Linked DNA regions of Sus scrofa: region 1 is linked to region 2. The links are chromatin contacts, called in public Hi-C maps. All regions are on one chromosome and are shown on one strand. The core of a region is the stretch at or near the end of the contact, and the rest is flanking DNA. Distances in the headings are between cores, read along the strand shown.

Region 1 (3,832 bases), core at 914-3,413, 160 kb after region 2:
CGACTCACCAATAGATTTGTGGGGCAGCACACTGGCCCCGTTAAGGTAGAGCTCATCATTAACTATGACGTCCTCGCCCAGCACTGTCACATTCTCCATGCGCACCTTGGGGGGAGGGGCCAGGCCTTGTCAGCAAGATGGGCATTCCCACCCCTTCCCATCTGGCCCAGCCCAGAGTCTTACCCATTGGCCCACTCGGCAGCGCCAGCCTACAATGCAGGACTCAAGCCAGGAGTGGGAGCGGATGTGGGCATCTCGCAGCACTGTGCACCGCCGGATACACACGCCATCCTCCACCACTACACCAGGACCCAGGCTCACATTGGGGCCAATGCTGCAGTTCTTGCCAATGCGGGCACTTGGGTCCTGAGGATAGTGGGGAAAATACAATTGAGCCATTTATCCCCTGAGATTGAGGAGGCTGATAATGGGCTGGGGAAGGGTCTCACCACTAGCACGTTGCCCACAATGCCAGGACCTGAGCACAGTTGCTCAGGTTGCTTCTGTCGCAATGATTGCAGGAAGAGGCACATGCCTGTGAGGAAATCCTTGGGCTGCCCAATGTCCATCCAGAAGCCTATAGGGAGAGAATGCATCAGGGAGCTCAGCCCAGCCACAGACCACCCCAACCCTGTGGCCTCTCTGCCTCACCCTGCAACTCCATGGCATAGAGCTGCCCCTCCTTGGCCATGACCGGGAAGATCTCCTTCTCAATGGACGTGGGCTGCAGCTGTGGGAGTGGGCAGCTCATGAGCAGGGTCATGGCAGTGGTGGCCTGCCCTACCCCGGCCCACCCAGCAGCAGGCTTCTACACACCTGGATGCGCTGCAGCACTGCAGGGCTCAGGATGTACATGCCTGCATTGATCTTGTTGGACACAAACACCTGTGGCTTCTCCACGAACCGGTGAATACGGCCTGTATCAGCCTCACACACCACCACACCATACTTAGAGGGCTCCTCCACTTTGGTCACCTGAGTGCAGGGGGACCTCAGACCTAGTCCAGGGCTCCTGAGTCTTGAGGTACATGGTGTCTTATATCTGGGATTGTGCCCCCAGATGCATAAAGGCACATACTGCATGGTTCTGCACCCAAAACATTGGGGCAATTCAAAGCTGGGAGGTGAGAGAGGCTGGGGTGGGGTGGGTTATCGGAGAAGAAAGACCTGTTTCCTTACCAGAATGGAGCCCTCTTGGCCATGGTGGCGGTGGAACTGCACCATGGCTTGGAAGGGAAAATCGCAGATCACATCACTGTTCAGAACAAAAAAAGGCTCCGCAGTCTCAGAGAGCAGGTCACGGGCCAGTGCCAGGGGTCCAGCTGGGGAAGAGCAAGAGGTCACCATCATCTTCCAGGTCTGAGCCTCTGGACCCAGGCTCAGCAAGCCCCATGCAGACAGAGTCTTGCCCCTCTCCTGGCCCTAAACCCTCCCCAAGGAACCTTCTTGTCTCTACTGACCTGTTCCCAAAGGCTCCTCTTCATGGGACATGGAGATTCGGATTCCTAGCTGGAAGGAAGAAGGCCCCGTTAGGTTTCTCCTACTAGGGTGGGAAGCTGAGCGGGGACCAAGGGAAAAAGCCAAGAATCCGTGCCTCACCCTTTGCTCCTGTGCTTTCATTTCCTTCTCCAACATCTGAGACATATAGCTCACGGCCAGAATCACGTGATCCACGCCTGCCTGTGGGAATGAACAGTGCCGGCCTTCAGGCGGGCTCAGCCGAAGGCACAGGGATCCCTGCCCTCCTGTCGCTGGCCGTCCCTCACCCTGCCAAATCCCACCAAGACCCCGTCCCTGGGCCTTACCGAGGCCAGCGCCTCCACTTGATGCAGCAAAATGGGCTTATTGCAGAAATCCACCAGCGGCTTCGGTATGCTTAGCGTCAGCGGCCGCAGGCGCGTCCCGTAGCCACCCACCAGGATCAGTGCCTTCATTGCGCCTGCTGGAGGCCAGAGTGAGTCCCGGGCTCCGAGGTGTCCGCGGCCCGCCCAGCCGACCCCTATGACACCCTCCCGCTCCCTTCACGCTCCAGACTGACCAACTCTTGTTCTGCCTTGTCCGCCCAGTCCGCGTCGACGCTAAGTCCAAGTCAGCGGCAAGCTAGTACGCGACGCCGAAGCGAGAGCAGCGAGCTGCCAACTCTGGCTGGCGTCCGCCAGTGTATGACGGGAGCCCGGGCGGGCCAATCAGCTGCGGCATACGTGGCACGGCCATCGGCGTCGGGTCGCCGCGACGCGGTATTCCGGCAGACTCAGCCAATGAGAGCGGAGCGCGCCTGGCTGCCATGGCGACCGGGACCGGATCCGCGGGTCGGCTTGCCATTGGCGGATCCAAAGGCGGAGCTCGCGCCGCAGGCGAGGCTTCCGTCCTCTCGGGCCCAGGTCAGCCGCACCCCAGCCGCTTCCGGCCCCGCCCTGCCGGAGGAACTGGGGCGGGGCCGAGGGCGCGAGGAGGCCGGGCTGGGCTAGGCCAGTCCACCCCGAGTTTCTGGGTTTGTTTTTTTTTCAAAGACACGGACACGCCTCAGTTTCTAGCGGCTTTATTTTGACATACACGACCTCAGACACAAGCGGGGCGGGCAGCGCTAGGTGTACGGAAAGGGGCAGGTTCGGCCCAAGGCTCGAGCACCCCCTCTCCCGCGCTCAAGGTCCCAAGAAAAAGCAACCGCGCCCGGACACGGCCGGAGCCAAGTGTAGTATCCGGGTGCAGGGCTCGGGCAGCGTGGACAGGCTTAGGCAGCTTCCAGCAAAGTGGAGCAGAGAGTGGTCCTCGAGGCCAGGCCTTACAGTTCCCGGAGAAGCAAAGGAACCAGGACCTTCCCAGGATTCTCCCAAATTTTTTCCACTAAAACATTAAATCTGCACAAAGACCAAATTGAACAGCTCTAAAGTTCAAAGCATTCTGCATCTAGGAGTGTGCACATGGCCAGCCGTGAGCAAGTGAGCAGCAGCTACATAACTAGCTCAGGCCTTTGGCCCCTTAGGAGAAACCCCACGCCCACTGCACAGGACCGGACATGAGAGGGGTGGGGTCCCCAGCATGTTGCTACACTGGTCCCCTTTCTTTTAAGCACCGCCCATCCCACCCCGCTAGGGGGCTGGTGTCGACTTGGCCCAGGGAAGCACTACACAGAGGGGTCGCTTGAGCGCCCCAACCAGTGATCCCGTCTTGCACTTTGGTCCCAAGTTGGGGCTGGGGAAACAGGGCCTGGCAGGGACAGGGCTCTCTGGCATGGAGCAGGGCAAAATAGTGGCAAACAGCATGTGCAGATGCGCATGCCCACCACTCAACAGATAACAAGGCTGGGTCTCCCAAGTGTTTAAAAGTGCTGAAAGAAGGAGGGACCCTGCCCTGCGGGAGAAGCAGCAGATCCCAGCCCTGCTCTTCTCAATGCCAGGAAAACGCTGACTATAAGTGGGTACAGCCTCTCGTGATGAAGAGCAGAATGGGGGCAGCATCTGCTCCCAAAATATAGGAACTCAGGAGGTACAGCACATCCCCAGGCTGGAGAGGTTCCAACAAGGGGGTCCCAGCTGGCCCCCAAACCTTTGTCTTGGCCTCTGCCCTGCCAAGAAATGACTATCCACACTAATGAAGAGCTACTGCCCCTATGGCTGAAGCCACAAAATAGTACAAGAGAAAAGACGGTCATTACTAATCAGAAACAGGCAAGCTGCCCCCTCCTAGCCCCAAGAAATGGGAACCTGCCCACCAATGGCACCAGAATCAGAAGGCCGAGAGAGATGGGATCCCATCTAGGAGCCCATTTAAGATGAGTGAGGCTGCATATCTATGGACCATGAAATTAGTCCATTACTTACCAAAGCTTCTT
Region 2 (4,293 bases), core at 256-2,755:
ACACTACGTAAACTTGGTTGCTCTGATACCCCAGAGCCTGACTGGAGGCCTCCTGGCCCTGGCTCAGGGGCCAGGGCCCTGGTGCTGGGCTTGCTGTCCCACTGTTGCCAGGGGCTGAAAGCTAGAGGGGCCTCTCAGGCCATGGACATCCACACCCCCACCCCATGCATGCACGGCCCACCACCAAGGGGTCTTCATTTCCATGGAAAAGGGACTCCAAGAGGCAGTGGTGGCCGTAGCCTCCAACCTAGGTGCTCCAGGGTGGGCCAGCTGCTCATGGGGGTGCCTGGGGAGGTCGAAGGACTCGACCACATCAACCTGTTTTCTTTTACCCTTCTGTGTGGTCCCCCCCACCCCATCCTAAATGGAATATCATGATTTTTGAAACACTCAGTGGGGGACATTTTGGTGAAGATGCAATATTTTTATGTCATGTGATGCTCTTTCCTCACTTGACCTTGGCCACTTTGTCCCAATAGTCCACAGCCCCACCCTGACCACCCCACACCTCTTCTCTGGCGCTCTAGTCCCAGGCCTGAATGGCTGGGAAAGGTCTGGTGGCTAGGGAGGAATGCCAGCAATATAGTTCATAGTAAAAATCTGTGGGCTCTCAAAGCTAATTTTTTACTAAAGTTTTTATACAGCCTCAAATTGTTTTATTAAAAAAAAAGATTAAAAATGGTGATGCTTACAGCAGTTTGTACAAGCTCTTAGTGTTGATTCCATGGAACTGACGGCTTTGCTCTTTGCGATTCCACCCCCCACCCCCACTTCTTTCCTAATGGTTTAAACTTCGGAATTACACTGGGGCTTCTTTTGCCTTTTTTAGCAGAACATCCGTCCATCCATCTGCATCTCTGTCCCATGACTCAGGGGCACCCACTCTGCTTTGATTCTCCTCCTTTGGAAGAAACCATTTTGAGCATGACTTTTCTTGATGTCTGAATAGTTATTTTGGGTACCTTTTAGGGAGGAATGCCTTTTGCAATAATGTATCCCTTCCATAATCTGTAGGTGGGTGGGTGGACCCAGGCTCCCTTTGCACGCCAAGCAGCCACTTCTAAGCCATATTGACTGTTTTGCAGAAGATTTGAGTGTGCTGCCTCAGGAGGAGAGGGACGGTCAGAGTGGAGAGGTCTCTACCCTGCCCTTCTTTGGAGGGGGTTCCCCCTTGCTCCTCTCCCACAGGGCCTCTCTCCTGCCTGGATCTCCAGTAGGGGGAGCAGTGCCCTGGTGTGGGGAGCCTGTACAGGAGGGCTCGGGGGGGCTTGTGCCTCCAAGTCCTGATCCAAGCCAGAGTTTCCCTAATGCCCCAGAGTCAGGAGCACAAGCAGGGTCTGACCTGGTCAGATTGTGTTTGATGACCTCCTCAAAAGATAAACAATTCCCAGTGTTCCAGGTGAGGGCTTTGAAAGGCCTTCCAAATAGCTCCGTTGCCCTTAGCAACCCCAGCATTGGGCACTGCCACGCAGAGAAGTGGCTGGCCCAGAATGGCCTGTTACCATAGCAACAGGAGGCGATGGGGCAGTGAACAGAATAACAGCAACAATGCCCTTGCAGGCAGCCTCCTCCCCTGATCGCCCAGCTGGCAATGGTCATTGGACTCTGTGAGACAGAGAGCCAATCTCACATTCAAGTGTTCACCAACCACTGACGTGTTTTTATTTCCTTCTATATGATTTTAAGATGTGTTTTCTGCGTTCTGTATAGAAACATATCGAACTAAATAAAAGCAGTGTCTTTATTACAATGCCATTGCCTCCAAGCATCTATTACCCTGGCTCCTACACGACATGAGTATAGGGTGGGACTAGAGTCCATGGGACAGAGGGAAAGGGGACCCAGCTAGGCCCACTCAGGTGGCCTTTGAGCAGCTGACCAGATAGTCTTCACAGCCTCACCATTTCTGTGCTTCTGGGAGGAATGTATGTGTGCAGCAGAAGCTCTGTCAAACAATGAGCTCTCCTTAGCACGTCTTCTGCCTGAGCCAGCTGAGACAGATCTCCTTGAGCTTCAGTTTCCTCGTCTATGATGGGGGAGAGGGATGGGCAGAAAATCCAGTGAGACTGGGTGGGAGGGGAGGATGGTGGGAGAGGTCTTGCTGAAGGTTGTCTGCTCCAGAGTGGGTTGACTCCTGCAGTTCCCAGACAGGGGTCCTTCATCTGGGCCCCCTGCACATGACCTTGGGTTAAGGCTGGCCCTCTCCCAAGCAGTCTAAAGGCAGGTTTGGCCCTTGCCTTGGAGTGGGGAGAAGGGGAGAATGGTTTCTGGCCAGGCTATTCTGCCTTCTTTGGGCCTATAGATTCTGGGGGCCTGCCCCTAAGTACCCTGCCTGGGACAGAAAGACCAGCTGGGTAGGCTTAGCATGACTTAGTGCCCAGGAAGGGGCAGGTTGTCCTGGGACACTACCCAGGGTGCCGGAGGCAGGGGATGCAGCAGCTGTGTTTTCAGAGGCAGGATTGGGGCCATTGGTCACAGAACAACTGATGCCTCTAACGGGCCTCACTCCCACCCCCACAGAGTCTTCACCATCTCTACCTATAGCCCCCAGGCTGCTGCTCTGCCCACAATTTAAGACCCAGAGCTGAGAGATTGGTCCTGTACTGCAGATAAAACTGAATCCCAGAGTGGGGAGTTGAAGGTCAAACAATTACTTGTGGCATACAATACTGATAAATACCAGGAAAAGCTGTCCTCAGTACAGAGTTAAGGGACACATACCTCATACCTCACCCCCTAGACCTAGCAGCAGGAGCCTGGGATATGACCCTGCCCTTTGCTTTCTTGGCCTCAAGAAGTTGTTTAATACCTAATCTGAAGCCATGGGTTATGAGTGGATTCACTGTCCTGTACTCTAGTAAAGGGATTTCTGGTTTCAGCAGAGAATATATGGTCAGTAGAATAGGAAGAAGCCACAAGGGCCTCTGGCCTCTGCCCTGCCCTACTCTTCTTTGGGAATATCTGACATTTGGCCTGGCAGACCCCTGACCTGCAGCACTCCTGCCAGGTCTCTGTGACCTCTCCTTGTAGGAGGCAGATAGGGAATGTCTACTCAGATTTTTCAAGCTAGAGAGGGCAGTGTAGGAAAGGGGCAGAAACAATGGGACACAGTGGAGAAGGGGAGAGGGAGCTGTCAGACCCACAGAAATATGCATTCGCCTGTGCTTCTGACCCAGAACAAATTCCCATGAACCTTTTGGCCTGGCTTCCCCATCTGTGAAGTGGGGACAGCACTGGTCTCCAAGGGATTCTGAGGAACCCTAGGGACTACGGGATGGAATCAGGATAACAAGTCACCCCCAACACATCTGCCTGTAAAAGGGACAAGAGAAGCCAAGGAGGCTAGAGGATTCCTCTGTCTCTCCTGGTATAAAGGCATTGCCTTGGGCCAAGATCCTTGGGCCAGGACGATGGCCAGGGAATATTGGGGTGTCTAGGAGCTCCTGGCTAGCCTCATCCTGTAGAATTATCATCACTTTGGTGGGAACTGGAGGCTCCACATGACTTACTTGCCTCTACTTGTTCCCAATAGGCAGAAAACCTCCTAGAACAGGCCCTTCCCTAGCTCCTCTGGAGCATGGAAGTCCCCACCCAGACATCAGTCTTTTGAGGGTGAGTTTTATTACTATATCTGAAAAATATAAATCAGCTTATGCTTTTAAGTTAAAGCTTCCTGCTTTGCTTACCCTTCTTGATCACCATCTTGAGGCAAGGTGACTGAAGTCCAGAGGGGGCAAGGTTCCAGGTACTATGGCCAGTGAGTGGCAGGTTCAATTCTAAAGAGTGACCCCATCACTATAGGTTTTTTGAGGGTGCTGTAAAATTTTGTGCATATTGTAGATTAGTAAAGAATTATTTGAAGCCCTCAGTGGGAGATGGGGCTACCATTTCCCATAATGGGACCCGGGCAGACCCAGAGAAGATAGGGCAAGAGATTCAAAGTGAAGGTTCCCATCTTCTGGGGCTGGGGTGCTCCTGCACCTGAGGACAGCCTCTGGAGCCCTCACTAGCCCCATTGTCCTCAGCTTTAGTGGAGGAGACCCTAGTGTCTCAGCTGGAGTGAAGTTGGTCTGTTTGTGTCCCTGTGGAGGGCTCCATATGGCCATAAGGTGCCCTTGTGTAGTTTCTGGGCAGTATTGGGGCAGCACTCAACCTTGGCTTGGCAGTGGTTCAGATGCGCCCCACTTGAGCCCTGCAGAAGGCCAATTGCCTGGCGCTCTGAGCCAAAGAGGGGTCAGTGCCTGCAGGCTTCCAGGAGGTGGCGCCAGAGGCCTGGGTAAGCCTGACAGCAAC

Evidence for each region. Hi-C and Micro-C count contacts between places; a contact is called where the count stands out from the background.
Region 1: a contact with region 2 is called in a Hi-C map of liver, with 12 times the contacts expected there. The contact joins the promoter of GMPPB here to the enhancer-like site in region 2. A contact is called at or near these places in 2 of 5 promoter capture datasets (fetal liver and liver), 1 of 47 Hi-C or Micro-C datasets (liver) and 2 of 2 datasets of contacts at active chromatin or transcription factors (alveolar macrophages and skeletal muscle).

What each region holds. Positions count from the first base shown.
Region 1 is chr13:32,250,992-32,254,823 of Sscrofa11.1, forward strand. GMPPB (GDP-mannose pyrophosphorylase B) reads right to left here and starts at 2,164. Exons shown (of 10, transcript NM_001244541.1): 1 at 2,039-2,164; 2 at 1,806-1,942; 3 at 1,600-1,680; 4 at 1,461-1,509; 5 at 1,180-1,322; 6 at 817-975; 7 at 652-730; 8 at 450-577; 9 at 184-366; 10 at 1-105. The coding sequence starts at 1,934. IP6K1 (inositol hexakisphosphate kinase 1) reads right to left here. Exons shown (of 5, transcript XM_021068778.1): 5 at 2,524-3,832.
Region 2 is chr13:32,090,701-32,094,993 of Sscrofa11.1, forward strand. DAG1 (dystroglycan) reads left to right here. Exons shown (of 3, transcript XM_021068744.1): 3 at 1-1,750. Among named protein-coding and RNA genes, the nearest start is that of BSN, 14 kb to the right of the region's middle. Within about 2 kb of position 1,506, at least 21 of the 83 cell types and tissues checked have an H3K27ac peak or open chromatin away from gene starts, as enhancers often do. A contact at or near this core is called in fetal liver and liver, where this site is marked.